Linked DNA regions of Hordeum vulgare: region 1 is linked to region 2. Evidence: chromatin contacts called from public Hi-C data. All regions are on one chromosome and are shown on one strand. Each heading gives the region's core, a stretch centred on a gene start, on an enhancer-like site or on the middle of the called end of the contact. The rest is flanking DNA. Distances are from core to core; before and after follow the strand shown.

Region 1 (3,436 bases), core at 672-3,171, 880 kb after region 2:
TCGACGGATCACCCATATGCCAAGAACAGCTGCAATGCATTTTATCAGAGGGCTTGCACTGATCTCTCCACATGCATTTCTCCGGAGCATGAACCAGTCACCATATCTCTCAAAAGCTTTTGCAATGGTCAGAAAAAGACTTGTGTGCATCCGAAAGCGTTGCCGAAAGTACTTCTCCGGATAGGTTGGGTTTGGATCAAAGTAATCTTTCATGATCTTGGCATGACCCTCCGCTCTATCACAACTGATGTGTATGCGGCTAAATTATGGTCCACTCCTCGACCACCGAACATCATCATTGAAAATCATGCCTAAAACGATGTCAAAGTCATCATCGTCTTCTTCCTCCTCTTTGGATGACGACGAGTCCTCTAACACCATCTCCCTCAACCTCTTCATCTACAATCCAAATTGTTCGGTTCAATCCAAATTGTTCGGTTCAATCCAAATGGCTCGGTTCAAAGAGAAACAAACAAAAAAACTCACCTAGGCGATTCTTTGAACACTTGGGGTGCGGTGGTGGTGCAAAAGTCGGTCGGCGTGGTGTAGACTGAACCAACGAACGACGGATGGCATGCAACGGTGCGTAAGCAAGGTGAGATGTGATGACCGTTAGAAAAAGAAGAAACTCGAAAGAAATCGAACGATACAACAATGGACGACGACGACTGACGTTTCACCTTGATTCCAATGACGGCGACAGAGGTCGAATGAGATGATTGATGGACAGAACGACGGCAAAAGGCAAAGGATGGAACGAGGTAGCGGCGGGGGAACGGCAGGAGGCACACCGGCGAAGATGCAGCGGCGATGCGGACGCAAGAGAGAGGCGCAACGTTTTACTCAACCGCCAATCGGTGAAGTAAAATTCCGATTATAAAGGATCGATTAGAAATGCGATGAGATCGGCTGATCCAGTACCCTTTACTATCAAAAAAGATGGTGACCCTCCATGATCTGAATTTCAGATACAAAATAATTGTGCTGCACCGGTAGGTCGAGATCGATTATGGCGATATCGTTTGGTGCTAACCACCGAGCTAACTTGGAACCCACAACATCGAATTAAAGCGGCACCTTTTCCTGCCAAAAAAAAAATTACGTAAATAGTAACACGTCCAGGTCCAGCCCAGATCTCGAGGCACGCTAGAAAAGTACAACAGCTGGTTCTTGTCGCACCAAGAAGTGTTAAACCTACGTGCTCCGTCGGTTTTTGCGTCCCAATTCCACCTTGGAGGCAGCGTATTTGTTTTCCAGTGGAGTAGAAAAATCGGACGCTGCCAAGTGCCAAGCAAGTGGGCTTAAGCCTGCATGCAGGCATACATCACATGGACGGCCCCACCCAGCAGCGTCTCTGCGAACTGCATGCACCTGATCCATGATCCTTCTCAGCCGTTCGTCCGTTTCTGTTCCTGAGAGAGGTCACCTACGTACTTCGGTTAGTTGGTTGTGGGTCCAAATACGTTTCAGGTTGGCTCCGAAATCTAAGGGGGCTCCGTTACGATCGGGTTGACTCGCACCAAAGCCAGTACTCCTACTTGTGTGGAGATTGGAGGAGAAGAGATAACTCATAATCACAGTTGGTGGATAATTACTCCTCGGATCGGAGTAGAATTAGATCACGACCCGGTTTACTCGCCCGGTAAGCATTGCCACGCCAACGAACACTGGGCCCGTGCACCAGCAAAACCTCATCCAACCCGTTACGAGCGGACCCCAAACCCGTTCATAGATCCACACAGATACGGGCCCGGTCCATCCTCGTCCCCACGCGTCAGTGGAAGAAGAGGCAGCTACTAGCGGAGCCATGATTGATTATCCAACGCCCGAACGGATTACCGCGATTGCAGCCGGACGCGGATAGAATTTGATAATAATCACCGTAGCCCCCTCCGCCAGCCAGCACCCTTTATAAGCCCGCCCTCCCGGCTCCCAAACCCACCCACCACCACCAGCTTTCCTCTGGAGCTCGAGCGATCGAATCCAAGCTTCCGTCGCGTTCGGCGTCCTCGTTTCGTCTCGTTCGTTTAGCCAAGAGCCCCCAATGGCGCCTCTCGGTGACGCTGTTGCCCCCGCAGCCGCCGCAGCCCCCGGCCTCGTCGTCTCCTTCGGCGAGATGCTGATCGACTTCGTCCCCGACGTGGCCGGCGTCTCGCTCGCCGAGTCCGGCGGCTTCGTCAAGGCGCCCGGAGGCGCGCCCGCCAACGTCGCCTGCGCCGTCTCCAAGCTCGGCGGCTCCTCCGCCTTCGTCGGCAAGGTACGCACCCACGTAACATGTGATCGCCGTCCGTGCGCGCGCGTCTAGATCCGGCATTTGGTAGGCTCGGATCTGGCGCGCTCCCGTCAGGATCTCGTCGCCGTCCGTCCGATCGTCGGCGGGGATCGGGCGTTGACTTGCTTATGCAGGGTTGTTGGTTCTGTGCAGCGTTTTCTCGGCCTTGAATGCGATCTATTTCCGGGTAGGAAATCTCAGCTGCCGCATAGGACCAGAGGCAAAAGTGGCAGCAACGGCAATTATCACTAGCGCTGGCCTTCCAGCAGTGCGTGCGAGTGGAAGTGGGTGGCGCGAGACAAACGAGCGATTTGTCCTCACGTGAACTCACCTCGCTTTTCCCACGTATTATAATCTCGTTTGCATCGTCAGTTTTGTTCTCGCCTGGAAATTGCTTAATTGTTGATTGCTTTAATATTGAAAAATCAGTCGCGCTCTTAGGCTCCATCGATAATTTTTGGCATTATACAATTGTTTAATATATAATAGAATAAAAATGGATGCTTTGGCCCCGTCGGTGTCGGCTAGCCGCTGGTTGATGCCACTGTTGTTGGCCTTTCGGATCACGTGTAGTCTAGCATAAATGCATAATCCCACTCCCGCGCTTCCATGGTGGGGCCCTGCTGACTCGGATCTGGCGGCTATTATTACCTGCACCGCAGGTCATTGATCAGTCCAAATCTAACACCAATCCACTCTGACACAAGAAGCAACTTTTTAATGCTGCATGAGATGTTTTTCAAAGGTTTAATCTTTTCTTTTGTTTAACATTTGGTTTATCTTGATGGTCGGTCCAATCAAGATTAGCTTTTCTAATACGAGATGATGGGCTCTTTTTTTCTGCAGTTTGGCGACGACGAGTTCGGCCACATGCTGGTGGAGATCCTGAAGCAGAACGGCGTCAACGCCGAGGGCTGCCTGTTCGACCAGCACGCGCGCACGGCCCTGGCCTTCGTCACGCTCAAGGCCAACGGCGAGCGCGAGTTCATGTTCTACCGCAACCCGTCGGCCGACATGCTGCTCACGGAGGCCGAGCTCAACCTGGACCTCATCCGCCGAGCCCGCATCTTCCACTACGGCTCCATCTCGCTCATCACCGAGCCCTGCCGCTCGGCGCACGTCGCCGCCATGCGCGCTGCCAAGTCGGCCGGCATCCTCTGCTCG
Region 2 (3,933 bases), core at 165-2,664:
AAATTAGCTTAAATTTAGGAATTAGAGGGAGCAGTTCTTAATCAACTGAGGTAATCTGTAATTTTTTGGATTTATGATCCAGATCAATTGTACTCCCTCCGTCACAGACTATAAGACATGCACGTGTACCTAGGTTGTCAATTTGACTTATATAAAATATATTATTTAACATAAAAATTATATTATTAGAAAATAGAACATCTAAAATTTCTAATGATATATTTTTTTGTAATATATGTCTCTTTTTAAGTTGGTCAAATTAATGAACTAGAGACTTATAAACTGAAACGGAAGGAGTATCTACAACGGTTGTCGAGTTTGGATAAGGCTACCCATGATTGCTAAGATTTCCTTTTTTCCTTTCAAATAATAGTTTTCCTTTTTACCGACGTGGATTGTACCGCTGGCCAAGTGGACACATGGCCATCCTTCCGTACCGCTGGTTCTTCCCCCTTCTCCTGTATCCATCCAAGGAGAGCGACGGAGTATATATTGACCTCACCGGCTCGCCGCAAAGCTAACAACCACTCCAACCTCCAAGTCCTGCCCACCAAAGCAAACGCCTCGCCATCTTCCGTTCCAATCCACGCATCCAAGTCGTACGCCGGCGCGCCCAGCCGGGTGGATCTCCGAGCTAGCGGCATTGCTGGGACTTAGATGCGAGACGCCGTCCTGCTCCGGTGCGACGCTACCATTACCATGGTCGGCCACGCCGCCGGTTCCACCTCTTACGGCAGCAGCAGCGTCAGGAACGTTGCCGGAGGGTACTTTCCGGCTCCGACAGCGACCGCCAAGCAACGACGCGCGCCGGTGCCGTCGGGGAACGGCGGGAAGAGCGACGGGGGAGGGTACTTCGGGGCCGAGGCGGCGGTTGTGCTGGCGCTGATGACGGCGGCGCTGCTGGTGCTGCCGCTGCTGCTGCCCCCGCTGCCGCCGCCGCCGCCGCTGTTCCTGCTCGTGCCCGTCGCCATCCTGGCCGTGCTCCTCCTCCTCGTGCTCCTGCCCTCCGACGCCAGGGCCCTCCGCGTCGCGCCATCCTACTTGTAGCCAGCCAGTGCAGCAGTTATATCAAATCGTGCGCTCGCCATCGTCGTCCCCGGCGCCGTGCACATGTAATTACCTAAGCTGGCGCGGATGCGGAGTTGTTTCTGTCTTCGTTTCTTTTCTTTTTCGAGACTAATTGATGGAGAGGATTTTGCTCGGACTAATTAACTGCTTGCTGGAAAAAAGTGTCTCCGGAAGAGTAGAGTTGTAGCACTATGTTGTACTAGTCGTAGTAACCTCTGAATTTTAACCAAAAGATAGTCATGACCGTCTCTGAATTCTGATGTGGTCTTCGTCGAGGGAAGAAGGAAAAACAAAGACATCTGACTGATGCTGAAATTCTTGTGAAACGTCAGGCTTTATCCAAAGCGATGCTTCATTGCGTTCCACTTGTGGGGAGGGGACGCCATTAGAGGTCACCAGGCAGGAAAGATGTGGATTAACGCTTGAGTCCATGGACAAGTAGCCAAACAATGTTACTCTTCCGAAAATTCAAAGATGCGACGTCGAGCGGACAAATTTCTCTGTCCCCGCTTGCCTCACCGCGGCCGCCAACGACCACATTTTGCAGCACTATCTCACTATCGAGTTCCATATGTCCAACTCCAGTATGACCAGCACGCCCACCATTGCCAGGTCGCCGCCGGAGCTCATCGCGCCGGCGGTGCCCACCCCCGGTGGCACCCTCCCTCTCTCCTCCATTGACAGGACCGCCGGCGGCGCCGGCTTGGTTAATCTCATCCAGGTCTTCCCCCCTCCCTCGTTCACCACCGCCCGCAAGAGCCAGGACGCCGCGGCGGCCCTGGTCGCTATGCGCGACGGGCTCGCGAGGACTCTTGTACCGTACTACCCGGTGGCCGGCCGCGTCGCCCCGAGTGGCCTTGCAGTGAACTGCACCGGCGAGGGCGTCTGGTTCGTGGATGCCGCCGCGAGCTGCACGCTTGCCGACGTGGACGGCCTCGACTCCAGCCCGCTGCTCATCCCCGGGGAGCTCCTCCTCCCGCGCCCTGCCCCCGGTCAGAAGCTCGACGGCCTCATCCTCATGGTCCAGGCGACGAGGTTCACCTGCGGTGGTTTCGCCGTCGGGATCAGCTTCAGCCACGCGGTGTTCGACGGCCAGGGCGCTGCGCAGTTCCTCACGGCGGTGGGGGAGCTAGCGCGGGGGCTCCAGGTGCCGTCAGTGACTCCGGTGTGGCACCGCGACGCGGTCCCGGACCCTCCCAGCCCGCCGCCGCCTCAGCTCACGGAGTTCAGGTTGGTGGCCCAGGTGGCCGACATATCGGCGGAGAGCATCGCGCGCGTCAAGGACGAGTTCAACCAGGCTGCTGCGACATCGACGGGGGAGGTTTGCTCCACCTTTGACGCGGTGACGGCCGTGGTGTTCAAGTGCCGAGCGCTGGCACTGGCGTCCGCGCCCCCTGACGACTCTGATGTTCGGATCGCCTTCGCCGCCGGCACGCGGCACCTGCTTCGCGGCGTGCTGCCGGCGGTGGAGGGCTACTACGGCAACTGCGTTTACCTGGCGTGCGTCACTAGGGCGGGCAAGGCCGTCCGGGAGGCGTCACTGGCGGAGCTCGTCGGCGCGGTACGGGAGGCGAAGGAGGCGGTCCCCGCGCGGTTCGCTGGCTGGATGCGCGGCGTCGATCACTACGACGTGCCCCTGGACTACAGCACGGTGACGGTGTCAGACTGGAGCCGCGTCGGCTTCCACGAGGTGGACTACGGCTTCGGCGCGCCAGGGTACGTGTTCCCGCTCAACGACCACGTCAACTTCGTCGCGTCGCTCAACTATATCAGGCCGCCGGCGGCCAGGCGTGGGGGCATCCGGGTAGTGCTCCGCTGCGTCGAGGAGCTTCATGCCGCCGCGTTCGCCGTCGAGCTCGCCAAGTTGGCCTAGATGCGACGCATTGATGGTTCCCATTTCCACGACGCACGCATGCTTCCTATTTCTTGGCCATGTCCACGTTTTACGCGTCCTTTGGGAGCGCAAAATGACGATTTTCCCCCTCCGATTTATATTATAAAACAACAACCAACCATACAATCAGCTCATTAAAGCCGGAACACAAACAAATTTAAAGGAAAAAAGAAAGAAACAGAAGAAAGAAAAATGCTGACGTCGACAGCTCAACAAAGCGAAGACGGCCGACAACCGTTGTACGCTCCGGAGAAGTACCACCGCATGCCAAGCACTCCGAAGCCTCGCGTACCAAGCAACACCTTCAGAAAGGAAAGCGGCGACAACGACGCTGCCGTCCGAACAAGTCGTAGAGTTTCCCCGGTACGCGGATGGCAGTGAGGAAGGTGTATCACCGACACCCCTAAGGAAGGTTCGGCGACGCCCACGGACGCAGCCGCGCTGGTAGCGGGCGAGCCGCCTGGGATTCCTCCCGCCCCGAAACCACCACCGTCACCCCGGACAAACGAAAGTGCACCGCCCCCACCAGTCTGTGCCACCACGGTCACCACACCAACTTCATCGTGTCACTAAGGCCACCAACACGAGACCTGGAGGGAGGACGAGGAGATACCGGGCTCGAAGCAACCACAACGCAGCCGACCGGGGGGGACAACCTCCACCGCCGCGCGGAGCCGACCTGACGTAGCGATAGGGACTTGCGAGGCCAACATAGGCCCGTACGGACCCCAACGGGTCCGGACAGTCCCATCAGCCGCAGCAAGCCGGCCGCGGGAGCCATCACCACCACAGCCACAACTGCCTTGCCGCACCACCAGGGAGTCGCGTCGCCGCGACCCAAACCGTCGGCCTGCGCCAGCCGAGATGGGGCCCAAAAGGGCCCAGATGCGAGTCGAGCGGGTTCCGCCGCCCAGTCACACACCGCGTTGCCCCGACCAACGGCCGCGCCGCCGCGTCAAGGGCGCCCATGG

The links. A called contact is a pair of places that touch in the nucleus more often than the background predicts.
Region 1: a contact with region 2 is called in a Hi-C map of leaf, with 2.5 times the contacts expected there. The contact joins the promoter of LOC123408515 here to the promoter of LOC123407296 in region 2. A contact is called at or near these places in 1 of 6 Hi-C or Micro-C datasets (leaf) and 1 of 1 datasets of contacts at active chromatin or transcription factors (embryo).

Annotation. Positions count from the first base shown.
Region 1 is chr7H:430,226,751-430,230,186 of MorexV3_pseudomolecules_assembly, forward strand. LOC123408515 (fructokinase-2) reads left to right here and starts at 1,922. Exons shown (of 3, transcript XM_045101610.1): 1 at 1,922-2,257; 2 at 3,119-3,436. The coding sequence starts at 2,045.
Region 2 is chr7H:429,343,101-429,347,033 of MorexV3_pseudomolecules_assembly, forward strand. LOC123407296 (acyl transferase 4-like) reads left to right here and starts at 1,415. Exons shown (of 2, transcript XM_045100401.1): 1 at 1,415-2,784. The coding sequence starts at 1,640.